3 separate regions of the Mus musculus genome follow, and all the other regions are linked to region 3. The links are chromatin contacts, called in public Micro-C and promoter capture Hi-C maps. All regions are on one chromosome and are shown on one strand. The core of a region is the stretch at or near the end of the contact, and the rest is flanking DNA. Distances in the headings are between cores, read along the strand shown.

What was found. Promoter capture Hi-C pulls out the DNA fragments that hold promoters and counts their contacts. A called contact is a pair of places that touch in the nucleus more often than the background predicts.
Region 1: a promoter capture Hi-C map of pre-B cells shows a contact between it and region 3, with 4 times the contacts expected there. The contact joins the promoter of Tnip1 here to the promoter of Fnip1 in region 3. A contact is called at or near these places in 2 of 39 promoter capture datasets (liver and pre-B cells) and 5 of 115 datasets of contacts at active chromatin or transcription factors (double positive thymocytes, embryonic forebrain, memory CD8 T cells and 2 more).
Region 2: a Micro-C map of embryonic stem cells shows a contact between it and region 3, with 3 times the contacts expected there. The contact joins the promoter of Slc22a5 here to the promoter of Fnip1 in region 3. A contact is called at or near these places in 7 of 39 promoter capture datasets (the C10 cell line, cranial neural crest, embryonic stem cells and 3 more), 5 of 484 Hi-C or Micro-C datasets (CD4 T cells, embryonic stem cells and muscle stem cells), 8 of 115 datasets of contacts at active chromatin or transcription factors (the 230-238 cell line, effector CD8 T cells, embryonic stem cells and 3 more) and 1 of 9 other capture datasets (adipose tissue).

The regions. Positions count from the first base shown.
Region 1 is chr11:54,961,664-54,964,861 of GRCm38.p6, reverse strand. Tnip1 (TNFAIP3 interacting protein 1) reads left to right here and starts at 1,922. Exons shown (of 19, transcript NM_001199275.2): 1 at 1,922-2,029.
Region 2 is chr11:53,889,670-53,893,206 of GRCm38.p6, reverse strand. It overlaps Slc22a5 (solute carrier family 22 (organic cation transporter), member 5), which reads left to right and starts at 1,504. Exons shown (of 10, transcript NM_011396.3): 1 at 1,504-2,060. The coding sequence starts at 1,668.
Region 3 is chr11:54,436,589-54,440,003 of GRCm38.p6, reverse strand. Fnip1 (folliculin interacting protein 1) reads right to left here and starts at 1,825. Exons shown (of 18, transcript NM_173753.4): 1 at 1,616-1,825. The coding sequence starts at 1,707. It overlaps LOC115487771 (a long non-coding RNA gene), which reads right to left and starts at 1,609. Exons shown (of 2, transcript XR_003949675.1): 1 at 1,097-1,609; 2 at 1-373.

The DNA.
Region 1 (3,198 bases), core at 673-3,172, 520 kb before region 3:
CCATGTGGTATTCAGAAACTGAAGACCAGACAGGAGAAATGACTTCTAAGTGAATTTAGTTAGGGGTTTCCTGACTCCCAGTCTAGCACTCTTTTCTACACCATACCATCTTCCTCATGGCACTGACCACTCTTCAAGGGCTCAAAGCCACATGCATAGTAGTACACACCTGTAACCTCAAGTCACATGTAGGAACAGCTGTCATCCTGGCTATACATCACAATGAAAGGTGCCTAATGCTATTAAGGAACTGAGTGTGTGTGTGTGTGTGTGTGTGTGTGTGTGTGTGTGTGTGTATGTGTGTGTGAGTGTGAGTGTGTAGGACATGTGCATATGTGTGTACATATACGTGAAGCCCAGCAGTGAACCTCAGGTGTTACTCCTTAGGTGACAACCATCTTGTTTTTTATGACAGGTTCTCTCACTGCCTCCGGCTCATCAGTTTAGCTAGACTGGCTGACCCACAGATCCCAGATATCCTGTCTCTGCCTCCCCAGCACTGGCCTGTGTGTATCTACACCAGACTTTTAAATTTGGGTGCTGGGGCTCAAAATCAGTGAGCACTTTACCCACTGAGCTATTTCCTCATTTCCTCAATTATTGCTTTTATTTAGGTTTAGTTAATTTACATTTGATCCACCATATGTGGATAATGGTCACTCAGTTGGATAGGACAGTCCTGAACTAGGGATAATCAAGAAAGCCTCTCTCACCCAGGTGGCCTCTTCCTATCTCCTCAGACATTTTTGTGGCAGGTAGTGAATGGCAGTGGGTAACTTTATATATGTAGTCAGTGGTTTACAAGGGGTGTCGACAAAGCATCTTTTGGCTTCTGGTACAGTTGCAGAAAGCAGACAGAGCAAGACTCAGTTTCCCACTTTGCAGTGGGTGTGACAGTGAGTGAGATGGGGGTCAGTGACACGTGCATGTGTGAGCAGTCATTTGTTGTGACAAAAGACTGACAAGCAGCATCTTAGAGGAGGGGTTTATGTTGGCTCCCAGTTTGAGGTGATACAGTCCACTCTGGTAGGAAGGCCTGGCAGTGTGGGAGTGGCTCTAAGCTGTGGTGGCAAGTGCATCCGGGGGCTCGCTCACATCTAGTGGATCAGGAAGAGCAGAGAAAGCAGAAAACAGTGCTTGAACAACCCTCTCCTGATCCCCACTTTTCATTCAGTCTGGAACCCCAGCCTCCCCGGACAGTGCTGTCCACATTCAAGGTGGGTCTTCCCTCTTTTGGAAAACCTCTCTGGAAAAGGCCTTACAGGCACACCCCAGGTGTATCTCCTCGAGACTTCTAAATCCAGTGAAGTTGATCATAGAGAATAACCATCACACAAAGCTCAGGAGGAAGTGGCATGCTCAGACTGCAGCTGGCAGGTTCAGAACGGGCCAAGGGTTTCCAAGTGTGGCTGGACATCCAAGTGAGACTCAGCAAGACTCAGCATCTGGGGAAGAATGAGAAACTTTTCCTCCTCTGGAGAGGATGCTTGGGAGCAGATGAGGCAGGAACAAGACAGGAGGACGTGAGCAGGATGCCTGGAGATTTCCCCAAGGCCACGCACACTGGAATCCCCCACTTTGAACAAAAGAGGAAACATATATCTCCAGGCCATCCCAGCAGGGCAGCCCAGGTGGCCTGTGTCCTTGTACCTGCCTTTGCTTGATTCCCAGCCCAGCTCAGGAGCCAGCAGGCTCTCAGCTCTTCTCCAGAGCCCCCTCCCCTTCCTGGAATCTACCACAAGTGACAGGCAGCCTGGGGAGCAACAGGTGGAGGCTGGCAAAGGGCCCTCTGCTCTGCCAGAGGCGGGATGGGGCCTCAGCTCGGCCTTGTGGGGCTGCCTGGTGGCTGGCTTCTCCATCATGGGGGAATTCCCCTCCTGCCTCAGAGTCAGCTCCGCCCAGCCCTCCTTCCTGCAGAAGCTCAGAAAGCCCAGCAACCTTCACAGGGACACAGGGAGGCATGGCCGCACTCACTGGGCACATCTTCAGATCACCTCGTGCATTCTCGGATGAGTGACCTGGGCTGAAGGTAGGTGTGACAAGGCAGATTCCAGGAGCGTCACACGGTAATGTCAAGGCCACCAGACCTTCCCAGCTGTGTGTCAGTAACTGCTTGGCCTCCTCTTCTCTGCCAGCTGGGGTCTTTTGCTCCCCAGCCTAGCTTGGTGGGCCCACCTAGGGCCTTGAATTCTGTGTCTCTGTTCTTCCCTGAGCCTCCTTTGCCCTCTGACCTCTGTCTCTCTCCCTCGTACTTGTTCTGACCAATCTTCTCTCCGAATGTCTGCAACTTTTCCAAAGGGAAGGAAAGAGAGACTTTCTCTTTTTCTGTACTATCCCTCTCTCTGAGGGGTGAAGGGGACTTTTCTCTTTCTTGTTCCCATATTTTCTTGTGTGTGAGAGGACATGTTTGCATTTGTGTCAGGCTCCCAGGAGCAGGTACATATATCGGTCCATGGGAGTGTTTATGTTTGTGGATGGTCTGGGTGTCTGTCTCTGTGTGAATGTGAATTTTGAGGGGGATGGTGTGGGATGAGCTGGGCAGTTTGGAAGTCTAAACCCAAACAAGGAAGGTTGGTGGAAACCCATCTTGCTCCCTGGGGGACACAATAGCTGTTGAGCCCCTCCTCAGCACTGGAATGAAGGAACCCCTCCCCTGTCTCCAGACTTCTTTGCTCTGAGGCCCACTGGCTCCTTCTGAGGGTGAACCTTTCACCGAGAACTTGAGGCCCTGGGAGTGGGGCCAAGGGCTGGCAGATGGTGGGGACTTCTTTTTTTGATAATAAGCAGTCCAGTTTTTCCGAAGCTGGTCAGAGGGCCAGCCTAGGGAAGTCCCTGGCTGGGGGAGGTAAGGGCCAGAGGCTGGGTCTGACTTTTGACAGTGACCTCTGGACTGCAGAATGAGGGAGGAATGTGGCGAGATTCTAGAAGACATGAGAAGGTATGGGGTAGATTGAGAGAGAAATGCTATTGGGGCCTGGTAGGGCTTCCCAGGATTGGGCAATGTTCTGGTCCTATGGGTCTGCCTCCCTTAGGGACTAATCTCTTCCCACTTCCAGGAAGATGATGAGGAGCAAGCTAGGATCCCAGTTTGGAGCCAGCTTGATACTCTGATTTGGAGTCAGGCGGGCCAGAGGGAGAGAAGCCAGAGAAGGAAAGACCCAGGACTCCTCGAGACCGTGGGAGGGGCCTGGCAGGGCC
Region 2 (3,537 bases), core at 255-2,754, 550 kb after region 3:
CTCTGACTACTGAGCCGAACAAACCCTTTCCGCTTAAGTTGCTTTGTCTCTGTAACCAGAAAAGTTACTAACAGCTACTAAAGCAATTGTAGTTACAATGTTTGCCTGTTCCACCGCAATGCTGAGGAGCACGGTTGGTCAGTTGAGGTCAAAGCTACTGAGCAAGCCAGGGCAATATAGCAAAACTCATCTCAAAAAAATAAATATAGATAAAATTATAAGGGTAACTTCTTATTTTATTAGACAGTGTTGCTTCAGAATCATACAGTTGCTGGTCGGTTTTTTGTTTTTTGTTTTGTTTTTGGGTGTTGTTGGTTTTTAGAATATATTACTAGGACAAAATAATGGGTTTCATGGTAAAGTTTGTTGTTGTTGTTTATTTGAGAACCTGGAACTGGCTATAAAGACCAGACTTGATTAAGGTCCTTTGCCACAAACTCTGGTAAGTTTTTGTTTTGGTTTTTTAACAAGTTGGCTCCTGCATTAATTGTAAAAATTACAAATCTGAGAGATTAATCCTACACTAAGATCCTTAATCTTGAAGTCAAAATTTTACTATTTCTTAAATCAAAAGACAACAAAATAATTTAAGAACATAATAGTCTGGGAATTAAAATTCATTGCCACCTTTCTCATCACCAGTCTCAAAATCCACCCCTTTTTAATATATGTATATATTATATGTAAATATATATAACTATTATTTTATTTTATGTGTATGAGTGTTTTGCCTGCAAGTCTGTTTTGTCTAATGTGCCGAGTGCATGCCTACTGGGCCTGTGAGCTGCCCTATGCCTTTTAGGAAGCAAGCCAAGGTCCTCTGGAGGAGCAATCTGGACTCTTAAAGAGAGTCCTAGCTGAGCTATCTCCGCAGCCACAAAAGATGGCAGTCTTTCCAGGAAAAACTGCAACAAAGGCTGTCGTTGTCAATGAGACTCTCCGAGGTTCACAATATCTCTCAACCACAACAAAAATTTGAGAAGGTGGGCTGTTTACTGCTTAAATTCTAAGCCTCTTTCCATTGAACACCCAGAATGGTCTTCCCAGGATGGCCTTGGACACAAACTTTTCAAAGTCACCCTTTCCCTCAAGAGAAGGGCACCCTGGGAACCTGCTCCAGGAAGTGTCCTGAAAAGACCCAATTCCGCCCCCTAGAGCGGACCTGTTAGGGGCGTGGCTCACAGACGCCCCGCCTCAGTCTTCCAGTCTGGGCGGAACTAGAAGTGTTCACCCAACCCGGGCCCCGTAGAGACTATGGAGGCGTGGTCGAATGAAGCCACACCCCTCCCTCGCTGACAGTTCTGAAGCCCGGTTCAGCCCCGCCTTCTGTACCGCCCAGCTAGTTCTGAGTCCTAGCTCGGCTCCGCCTCAGGCGCACGCGCGGCCGATGGCCGGCGCCCACTGTGCGTCACTCAGGCCCCTGCCCCGCCCCCGCCGTGCCGCGCCGCGCCGCGCCTCAGAGCCGGGACGGCGGGGCGGGCCTTGCGGCCCAGGCCCATGCCCAGAGCCCGCCCCGCCCTCAGGCCCTATGTAAAGTTGGCGGTGGCCGAGTCGGAGGCGTCGGTGGGAACTCACGAGCCTTGCACGCAGAGGCTCTCAGCGCCCCGTCTCCCGCGCCACGGTGTCCCCTTATTCCCATACGGGCGCTGTGGGAGGCTGAGGACGGCATGCGGGACTACGACGAGGTGACCGCCTTCCTAGGCGAGTGGGGGCCCTTCCAGCGCCTCATCTTCTTCCTGCTCAGCGCCAGCATCATCCCCAATGGCTTCAATGGTATGTCCATCGTGTTCCTGGCGGGGACCCCGGAGCACCGTTGCCTTGTGCCTCACACCGTGAACCTGAGCAGCGCGTGGCGCAACCACAGTATCCCGTTGGAGACGAAGGACGGACGACAGGTGCCTCAGAAATGCCGCCGCTACCGACTGGCCACCATCGCCAACTTCTCTGAGCTAGGGCTGGAGCCGGGGCGGGACGTGGACCTGGAGCAGCTGGAGCAGGAGAGCTGCCTGGATGGCTGGGAGTACGACAAGGACGTCTTCCTGTCCACCATCGTGACAGAGGTAGGTGACAGCCCCCCTATCAGGGTCTGGTGACATCGCGGCGACGGTTGTAGCCCTTCGTCCAACGCACAGGCTGATGAGCATCCTCCAGTCAGGTGGCCCAGGAACATTTTATGAGATGACTTCTAGCCATAGTACGCCCCTCAGGGGACAAGTGTCTGGCAGACCATCCGTCCATAGGGTCCCATTGAAGATAGAGTCCAGAAGGTTCTGCCCCTTAGGAGATGCCCTGAGACCCTGAGGGGTGGGACTTTCTCGAGGTAGTGATGTGATTCAGAGGGGCCGGATTCAGACTTGCTCCAGAGAAGAGGCCACAGTTTTAGCCTCTGTTCAGAAAGGAAAGACTCTTTGCAGAACTTTTTAAAGTTAAAGAAACGTGTGTTCCAAACTCTCTACCTTTTCTGGAGTTATTCTTTCTTCCCTCACCTGTCCTCATCCCAAAATGAAGGCTTGCCATGCCCCAGGAGAAACTGTTTTCCATTTGCCCGCGATGGATTGTTACTTCTTAAGGACCCATGTGTCTGCAGATCTATCCAGGGTGACTTGTTGGTATGGAGTCTTTTCCACAGTATTCTGGGACAAGATCACTGGAGAGGTTCGGTAAGGCATGTAAGGTTACTCTGAAAAGCGATGGAAACCTAATTCCTCATCCCCTTGCACTTTATTCTTGGGTGACTTTGACATTTCTCAGTCACTCTGCTGGGGGTGTGGCAGGCCATTTAATGGTGCATGTGGATGTGTTTGGGGACTTGGGCACCAACTGTAGTTTCCTGGAGGCTCAGCAGTATTGAATATGCAGAATATGAGAAGAATCTTCTGTGATACTATTGAGCAACTGGTTCATTGAGTATCAGGGATTGGGATTGGCCAGTTGGAGATAGTTTCTTGGTGAGTTTAGTTAGCCCTTAGGTCTAGATCCAACATCAAGAAATGGTTTCAGGAGCAGTAGGGAGAAGCTAGGAGTACCTGTTTGGCATTTAAGACTCTTGGAGGTATAGACTGAGCTTCCCTCCTTACAGGGGCTCTCAGGTATATATCATTCTTCAAGAGTAGAGTCAGAGAGTATCCCCACAAGAGTCACTGTCTGTTTCCTTTGGGAGTTTGTGGTTAGATGTGTTCAAACCTGTGCTTACCTACTACATAAGTAGTAAGAATGAAATCTGAGCTCCATTGGGGATTTTTAACTTAAGTGACATCGTGCCAGGATCAGGTATCACTACCTAACAAAAAAGGGCCTGGTCAGTGATGGAGCACACTCCTTTAGTCTGAGCACTCAGGAGGCAGAGGCAGGAAGAACTCTAGGAGTTGGAGGCCAGCCTGGTCTACAGAGTTGAGTTCTAGGACAGCCTGGGCTACATAGGGAAGTTCTCTATTTTGAAAAACAAAACAACAACAAAAAATGTATTTACTGAGATAGTAAAGTGCTTTTGACCCCTGAGTCCACAGAGAAGGGATTGTCAATTGTTCTACATCTTAA
Region 3 (3,415 bases), core at 576-3,075:
ATCTTTTATTGTATTTTAATTATATATCAAGGAAATTTTAAAAGCTGGATTAATTAGATCTCAAGTCACTAGGTATGTGATCCAGAATTCTCATTTTCTCACATTACACTTGTACACATCTTGTTTTCAAAGCAAGTTTTCACGATGAACTGCAGGTATTGGGCTTCCACGCTGGAAAAAGGATTATAAAGTCATCTCTACATTGCTACTTGCTCTATCTCACAAGGTTACTGTGAAATGAGATAACTGATGGGAAAGTTCTTTGGCAGCAGTAAAGTCTTACACAACCATATAGAACACTTACTCAAAAAGTAGATTTTGGTCACATTAACAAATTGAGACTCTTGTAATCTTGGTTACCCAAAGTCAGTCTCTGCACAGAAATAGAAACAGTGGTCTATTCAAATGTTATCTTTTAAATCTCTCTCCAGAGGCTGCTTCCCGGGTCTCTGGTTTTCCTAGGTGTCCCGGTGTATTATCTGGTGTTATCTGCACTTTCGCTTTTCAAAGGAAAAACAACTGTCAGATGACTACGGCACAAGACATTTACTTCCCATTACGAAGAAAAGCCACTGCCATGAAAATTCTTTTGTTAAGCTTGTTTCCAAAACGGTAACTGACCTTTTTCTCCCATTAAATATCAGTTAAATTACTTGCCATTTGATATTCAATCTCACACATTGTTTCCTGATGGGATCTGTATTATTGACAGCGTGGATAATTTGAAAAATATTAAAGCCTCTAAGACTTATGTAGTGCAGTCATCTGATACTTGGGCTTGCTGCAAAATTTGACACTGTTTCCCTTTTACTATTACTGTACAACTGAGTTCTCGGCCATACAGCCAAGTTTGTCTGATATGTGACATTTGGCCTAGTTACATGCGAAAGTTTCCATAGCGCATTATGGAAGACAAAACAATATCTTCTTCAAATACAATTCCACGGCTGAATTTAACCATTGAGCTAAGCTTCTATATATCTGACAATTCTAAAAAGTTACTGTACCAGCAACAGGTACTGCAATCAGAAAGAAACAAAGCATGCAATCACAAACAAACACACACACACACACACACACACACACACACAGCTACCGTTTTCCATTTGCAAGAAACTCCTTTTCAGTAACAGGTGTAAGAAGGGAAAGAAAATTCGACAGTAAGTTCTACCGCAAGTCCTCCTCGAGTCTGGTCAGTAGTAACCCTAACCACTTCGGTTTCGCATTTCTCCTTCGATAACACTAAGGTCGCTCGGCAAGAGAACTGCACAGCTCCAATTTTAGTTTCCAAGAAGCCTGACAGACCGCCAGCCTGCCCACTCGCTCCTCCAGCCTCCTCAGTGCTCCGCAGGTTGGCCGAACGCGCGACAGTCTGCACAAAGCCACCCGAGGGCTGCGGATCACAGGGAGACAGCAGCTCCCGGCCGGGCCCCGGAGGCCTGCGGTGAGGTCGCAGCCCGGGCAGCGTGCGGACCGACAGCCTCCCGAGGCCGCCGTGCTGGGGCTGGGGACGCGGCGCGTGGCGCGGGCGGGGCATAAACAGCCTAGCGAAGAGGGCAGGGGACCGCACGCCCCGCCCGAGGCCGCGACCCCTCGGGGGCCCGCGACGCCTCACCTGAACGCGCAGTCCGGGTCGCGGGCGTCTCGTCCCGGCGCGCCTAATCCGCTCCGCTTGCTGAAGAGCTTCTGGAACAGGGTGGGGGCCATGCTGGCCGCCGCAAGACTGGGGTCGCTCGGCTGGGAGCTCGCAGGAGGCCCCCCGCTCCTACCGCCACCCCGCCACCCCCATGGGCGCCTCAGTCATATGACAGAAATTAGTCACTTCAAACGGCCACGGCGCGCGGGGCGGAGCGCGAGATTGAGGTCGCGGCGATTGGCTGGCGACGAGCCGTATCACGTGGCAGCAAACTGAGCGGGGGGCGGGGTGGGGGTGGGGAGGCGGGGCCGCCTGCCATTGGCTGGCTCACGGGTCCGTCACGCGGCCTCTCACGGGGCGGGGCGTGCGAGGGCGCGCGCGGCTGGGTGGCAAGAGAAAGCCTCTGGGACCCAGGCCCGCCTCTGACCCTCCCAAACTGCTAGGGCTCTAGGAGGAGACCTAGGTCTGTGACTTGAGGTGCGGTTTCCATTGACGCCCGCACTTAGTCTCTAGGAAGATCTAGCGACTGGGGGCTCAGGCTCGATCTCCTTGGTAACCAAAAAGATCACAAGCAAAACCAAGAGAGGCAAGCAGCCGTAAAAAAAAAAAAAAAAAAAAAAAAAAAAAAAAGACATCTATCTAAAAATATCTAACCCTTTATGCTAAGTATTTAGAATTTGAAAGACTGCGGTTAAAGAGCTCAGTAGTTAGAGGCCCTGGGTTTGATCCTCATCACCAAACAAGAAGTTTAGCAAAATGTCTAAGAGAGACAATCAGAACTTCCATGAAACAAAGCTGTATATCTTTAATATCTGGGTATGAGGAAAGGAGGAACTGTAACATTGTTACCAAATGGCAAGACTGCTCTCAAAACGGAAAATACAGCTCACGAACATCCTTCCAGTCTTATCAAACCATCAGTGTTCAGATCAAATTCGTCATCCGTTTACCAGGATGAGGGATTTCGTACAGTGGAATGAAGTTCTCTGAGAAATGTGGATGAATGTGGGGAAATACTGGTGTATGTTTGCAAGGGTAGACAAAGACGCTTGAGAATTTCACTTAGCTAGACATAGGAACCAAATCTTTAAGAAGTTGTCAGCTGATCTGCAGTTGAAAAAAAATAAATAAGTAGCCCTTATTTACATGGGAAAAAGAAAAAATGCCGGGCAGTGGTGGCACACGTCTTTAATCCCAGTACTTGGGAGGCAGAGGCAGGCAGATTTCTGAGTTCAAGGTCAGCCTGGTCTACAGAGTGAGTTCCAGGACAGCCAGGGCTACACAGAAAGATCCTGTCTCGAAAAAACAAAACAAGAAAACAAAACAAAAGAATAAAAGAAAAATTAGCAGGATATTTTTATATCGTTAATAATTTATCACTGGTCAGCATGTTGAGCTGTTACAACATGTTACAAAGTCTCATGTTACAAGACTTTTTTATATTTATTGAGACAGGGTCTCTTGCTGGCCTGGAGCTCACCAAGTAGTGTAGGATGACCTTTCTGCTTCATCTTCTTTGACAGCACAAGAATCACAACCTTGCATTCCTTTGCCCATCCTTGAAGTAGATTCTGGGAATGGAATGCAGGTCTTCTTGTTCACACAGCAAGCACTTCATCTCCAGAGCTGCCTTCTGAAGGTGTTGGAGGAGGAGGGAGAAGTCTCCAGTTCACTCTCCTGTCTCCACCGCTCCAGTACACAAGACATTTAAAAAGCACTAATTATAGATAACTAAAACGAGAATTTGCAGCCAAGCAGTGGTGGCATACACTCTTAATC